Linked DNA regions of Mus musculus: region 1 is linked to region 2. Evidence: chromatin contacts called from public Hi-C data. All regions are on one chromosome and are shown on one strand. The core of a region is the stretch at or near the end of the contact, and the rest is flanking DNA. Distances in the headings are between cores, read along the strand shown.

The links. Hi-C and Micro-C count contacts between places; a contact is called where the count stands out from the background.
Region 1: a contact with region 2 is called in a Hi-C map of cerebellar granule neurons, with 2.1 times the contacts expected there. The contact joins two enhancer-like sites. A contact is called at or near these places in 2 of 484 Hi-C or Micro-C datasets (cerebellar granule neurons and nephron progenitors), 5 of 115 datasets of contacts at active chromatin or transcription factors (embryonic basal ganglia, embryonic forebrain, embryonic midbrain and 2 more) and 1 of 9 other capture datasets (embryonic stem cells).

The regions. Positions count from the first base shown.
Region 1 is chr7:37,622,752-37,625,619 of GRCm38.p6, reverse strand. The region is part of intron 3 of Zfp536 (zinc finger protein 536); the gene reads left to right. Among named protein-coding and RNA genes, the nearest start is that of 4930505M18Rik, 46 kb to the left of the region's middle. Within about 2 kb of position 1,324, at least 71 of the 459 cell types and tissues checked have an H3K27ac peak or open chromatin away from gene starts, as enhancers often do. A contact at or near this core is called in cerebellar granule neurons, where this site is marked.
Region 2 is chr7:37,395,016-37,397,715 of GRCm38.p6, reverse strand. It overlaps a transcript of Zfp536 not described here. Among named protein-coding and RNA genes, the nearest start is that of Gm51477, 43 kb to the left of the region's middle. Within about 2 kb of position 1,350, at least 15 of the 459 cell types and tissues checked have an H3K27ac peak or open chromatin away from gene starts, as enhancers often do. A contact at or near this core is called in cerebellar granule neurons, where this site is marked.

The DNA of each region.
Region 1 (2,868 bases), core at 75-2,574, 230 kb before region 2:
ATATAAAATACAAGCCTGGAAGTATATAAAGAAATAATTTTTTTATTATTATTAAAAAAGGGGGGAAGCATCTGCCTACTGATTGAAATGCTCGGCATAAATAATACCTTAAGAAATGTAAAACACCTGTTATATTTACATTTTATATATTTTTACGAATAGTAATGAAAATAGATATATTTTATATTTCCTCCATCTTTGAGTCTAGCACCATAAAAAAATAAAAAGTAATGCTATTTAATCACCCACAGCTTAATAGTGCCTTAGTTGTTTACTGCCACTGTACTAATTGTTCTGTACTAATGTGTTTTTCTGTGATATCCAGTAGTGCTAAGAGAACGGAGATCTATAACCAATTAAATATAGTGTTTTGTATGTTAAAAATATATCTGGGGAGGCTAGAAAAGGAACAGAAGCCGCCCTTAAGCAAGGCGCGTTGGCACCGTGTCGGCGCCCAGCAGAAGGTGCCCGCACTGCCTCTTTTGCGCAAAGACAAAGGGGGTAATTTTTTTGGCAAGAAAACAAACCCCAAGAAAACACAACAAACTGAGTGTTTCCTTTTTTTTTTTTTTTTTTTTCCTTTCCTTTTGGCCCCCCTCCTACAACTCCTCAGGCTGTTTCTGGCCTCTCTCCGCAGCAGGGAGAGGTGGGTTGTGGAGCCAGGCAAGGGTAGCAGCCCCGCTACCCTGAGCCCCCTGCAGGTCCTGCGGGGGAGGAAGACTGGCCCCGGGCCCAGCGGGGTTCTGCGGCCATAAGCCTGAAGAGCGTAGCATTCACACGCAGGCGGCCCTGGGCACAGGGTTAATTGAGGATCATTGTTGGTTCTAACAGGAGCGGGGTGTCGTGGGTTGAGGTGGGGGTGGGGGGTGGGCGGCGGTGAGAGGGGGTGAGGGGAAACTTGTAGGCGCGGCCCTTGCAGAGAGAGAGAGAGCAAGGTGATGATGGGGAAACCAGACATAACAGCATTCATGCAATTACCAAAGACTCTGGGAGTGACCAGAAAAACGCCGCTTGGGTCCGGGATGTGTGTGAAGGCCAGCTCACGGGTCACACTCACTCACACAAACACGCGCGCACGCGCGGACACACACACACACACACACACACACACACACACACACACACAGACACGAACAGACATACAGACGCACGCGCGCGCGCACACACACACAGACGCACACACACACACACACACTCACTCACGCGTACGTTCACTGGCACGACGCCCGGTGGCTCCCGGTGGCGCTCGGTGGCAAGGCGGCCTCGCGATCTCACGCTGCCCTCATCCGCCGCCCGCCCCGCCGCCTGCCAGCCGGCCCCAGCCCGCGCCCGGGCCCCGCCGAGCGGCCGCACTTCACCTTACGGAGGGGGAGATAATGAGATCAATTAGAGGCGCCGTCACCGCGCCGAGACAGCTGCTGGTGCATAGTAATCACCGCGGGGCTCCCAGCTACCTGCGCACAGCACCGCTGCACCGCGGGTCCCTCCCTGTTCCACACTGCTTGGCCTTGGTGCCCTCCTGTCACCTTCTTCTGGAACTTGCTCTTTAGATAGCCTGGGATGTTCAAGAGCAAAGCCAGCCGTTGTGACAGAGTGCACATGCTTGTAGTGTGACAGTGTGTGGACTTGAATTTGCACACCGGTGTGGATGCCAGGGAGAATAGAATGAGCATCTGTCACTGTGCCTGCTGGTGTGTGCTCCTGAGTGCTGGCATCCTGTGCACTTGGTGGCCTAGAGAGTTGTAGGTGTGTGTGTGTGTGTGTGTATGTGTGTGTGTGTGTGTGTGCAGTTGAGGTTAATGGTGTGCACAGGACGCCCCTATATATATGTTTTATGAGGTTTGTTCTTGTAGGTAGCCTGGGAGGTCTAGACCTGTATGTATGTCGTGAGTGACACATGAATGGAAGTATGTGTATGGGTCCATGCACATGCCAGGTGGGCATCATACCCTTTTCCTTCCCCATGCTCTATGGTGCTCAATTGAAGGCCAATTGTTTGCTAAGTGAGAACCAAGTGCCATGTGCCTGTGACTCACAACTTGAACACTCTTGATATCCCTCACCCCCAAACCTACCTATTTGTCTACTATGGCAGTGGTTCTTGGCCACCATGCAGATCTCTGCTGTGTCTCTTCAGGTCTGAGGGCTCATCTTTGTGGCTTCTGTTTGATTCTACACTTCAAAAAGGCCCGATTTCAGAAGCAGTGGGGATCTCCCATCTGAGTACCGTGTGCCCTTCACCCATCACTGGCCAGTAGAGGTAGAGTCTCTGAAGGGCCAGAACATCAGGTTCTGCCTCAGATACTCATTAGCACCTTCATGGTGTTCAGGTTGGCCTTTGAGAGTGCTTTTTGTTCTTGACAGTGGTTGAGCAGGACCAGTGCTAAGAAAACAAAATTGGTCAGGGTCAAGAGGTAGGCAGACTTACAGCAACAGTCCTCCTGACCTATGGAGTATTTGTGGAGAGCCCCTACCCAGTGGATACACCCCTAAGCTGAATAAAAGCAACTTTCTATTTAAGTGCCTTTACTATGATGTTTAATTCCAAAATTAGGCCCAACCAGAGCCTGAAGATGGCTGGATAGCTTGTCAGGGGGTGAATCTGCTAGCCTGGACAGGACACAGCAGCATGAAGCGAATAAGAGGTGATTTAAAACTTACAAATTGTCTGCTCCTGGAATTTCCCATTCAATATTTTCGGGCCACTTTTGACTATGTCTGACAGAAATCTTAGAAAGCACACCTGCTATAATATAAACTGTGGAGGCAGCTAACTCCAGGCAAGTCAGGTGCTCCTTCCTCAGAAGGCCCCCAGGGACCACTAGACCCACCAAACGCCCCTCGGCAGTCACTCTAGGGTTGTCCAGC
Region 2 (2,700 bases), core at 101-2,600:
TCGGGTTCCAGAGAAGCACAGATGTCTGAGTCGAGGTGAGCTTTGTAAATCACACCACGGTGGGCATAAACTCAGGGCTCCTCTCTGGCCTCATCCACCCACCATGGAGTCCCACCATGGAGCCGTTATTCACTTGCCTGATACGTGAGCAGGAAGCATTTGATCTGCAACCCCCTGCTTGCGATACCTTCTCTCCAGAAAGGTCTGAGGTAAGCATCGGCCCCATTATGTGAAAATCAGGAGAAGACGGTTAAGTTCTCCTACAGACCATGGCAAAACGCCAGAGGCCACCATTCAGGAAATGCTTCTCTCTGTGACAGGAATCATGTAGAAACTTGGTATGGTTTAACTATCTTGATCTTCATAAGCATTGGGTGGGATTAGAACCTGTGTACCCAGTCCAGTCGAGGTCATACAGCTGAAGGGTGTGTTCTCCCCAGTGTGACTCATTCAGGAAGCATTCTGTACACCATCTGTACCCCAAGTCAGCTCAGATAGCCCCTAGGCAGAAATAACACCACGGAGTGACTGGACCTCCGGTGCTGGGACTGACATGGGCAGGGAATACCACAGCATTTGTGGGGCTTGAAGTTAAAGCTAGAGACAGAAAAAGGCCTCCTGGCTTGTTCAACATTCTGCCTTAGGATCTCTCTCTCTCTCTCTCTCTCTCTCTCTCTCTCTCTCTCTCTCTCTCTCTCTCTCTCTCTCTTTCTCTCTCTCTCTCTCTCTCTCTCTGTCTCCCTCTCTCTCTCCCTCTTCCTCTCCCTCCCTCTCTCTCTCTCTCTCTCTCTCTCTCAATGGCAGCTACATGAAGGAATCAAAAGAATGGCAGTGGCTAAGACATTTCCAATTTTTTTTCCTTCATATTGGCAAGAGGTTACATCACAAGTTCAATGCTAATTATAGCTATTAACCAAGGAAAACATATTATATGAAAGGAAGAAAATTTGATTTAAAAAAAAAAAAGAATCCACAAAACACTGCCTGCTCTTTTTTGCCGCTTGGTCCAGTCTGTCTCCATGGAAGGGAGAGGGGCAGGAGATGTCGCTGGCTGGAGCAGGGTGATAAATAACTCAAAGGTGTCAGACAGACGAAAGAATTATGCCTGTCTGACCTATGAGGGGATAAATCCCCAGCCTCCGCTTATGGCCAGGAGATGTGACTTTAAATGCCATAAAAATTTAGCATTTCCCCCTTCCTAATTGTCTTCTATAATTTTGCCAGATTTATTAAAACAAGATTTGGGGGGGGGGTATTTTTTTTCCTTCTATTCACTGGTAGAATGTGCTCTTTAGTATCATTTTACATAATTTAATACAATTTGTTCCATCCATTGATTTTCATGGGGATACAAGCTGTTCGCTTGTGCAAAAGCTGGCATAGGCATAAGAGCTGGCATCAAGGCACCTCCAGGAGCCCGACGCTGCAAAGTTCTGGGGGGGGGGGCGCTTCGGCCATTTTGAAGCAGATTCCGTGGAGCTATGATTTTGTTTTTTCCAGGCTTGCTTCTGTCCCCTAATGGAGATGCAGGAAGGGGACCCTGGGCCACACCACAGCTGAGCTCGAGAGGGGACTTGAGTCCCCCCTCCAAGTGACGTGAGAGACGCTCTCCCCCAAATGTGCAGCCTGATGGAGAAACACAGGTGTTTCTTAATTACTTGTGCAGAAGGGAAGTGAGTGCTGAGAGGATGTGTTGCAGGGGTGACCGAGCCAGACTGGGGCGTCCAGCCAGCAACAGCCACACTCTGATACAGGGAGGCACTCACCTTCAGCACCCCGTCTCCGACACCCATCATGTTTATTAGATTGGAGAAGTGTGCATTTTAAGGCTCAGCCAAACCCATGGAAAGAGATGGACACACAGCAATCAGAAGATATCGATGAAGTCTTGGGGGTCCCATCCTGGTGAGGCTCAGCCACAAGGGGTTTCCCATTAGTTGCCTCCGGATACAACTCCCACTGGGCTCCTCTGACTGGTCTGTATTTTGAAGGGGAGGCTGTTATTTCTCAACCCTAGGTGTGAGGCAGGAGGATGAGGTCCCAGTTGTGCCTTTATTGTACCGGTTGCCCTTGGTCCCGATGCCCTATCTCTTGGGACTGCAGTGCCTCTTCCATATGTTCTCTTAATCCCTCTGTATACTGTAGACATAGGGATTCAGTGGGATTGAGTGGTCGCAGGTAGAGATAATGTTCTTCCTCTTTGCTCTCTCTGACATTGCCCTGCCTCTGGCAGTGACCCGAAGTAGGCATGTGTCCTGTCTCCTGTGGAGAGCATGGCCTCTCTGTTCAGCCCTGACCCATGCATGGTGTTAGGAGACAGGCTCAGCACCGACGTGCCTGGGTATTCTAAGCATGCGGTGGCCTTTGCTCCTGGTGTTCTGAGTACCGATCACATGGCACTCCAGGACCAGTATTACCCTGCCTGCTTCGGTTTCCTGTGGCCAGAGCTCAGGGACAGGGCTTGTCATGTCACACCAGTTGACAGAGTTACAGCCCCTCCCGGGTGGACTCTCTCTGCATGAGGGTGCCCCAAACAGTGATGAACCATCCCCTTCCCTGCACCCCTAGGGGACAGCTAAGTAGGCCAAATGAAAGGATCTGAGCTGGCCGCTGGCCAGGGCACAGGGCTAATCCTTGCCTCTGTGGAAGAGCCTGGGGCTGGAGGCTCTGCCACCAGTCAAAGCCGCCTGCTACAGTGCT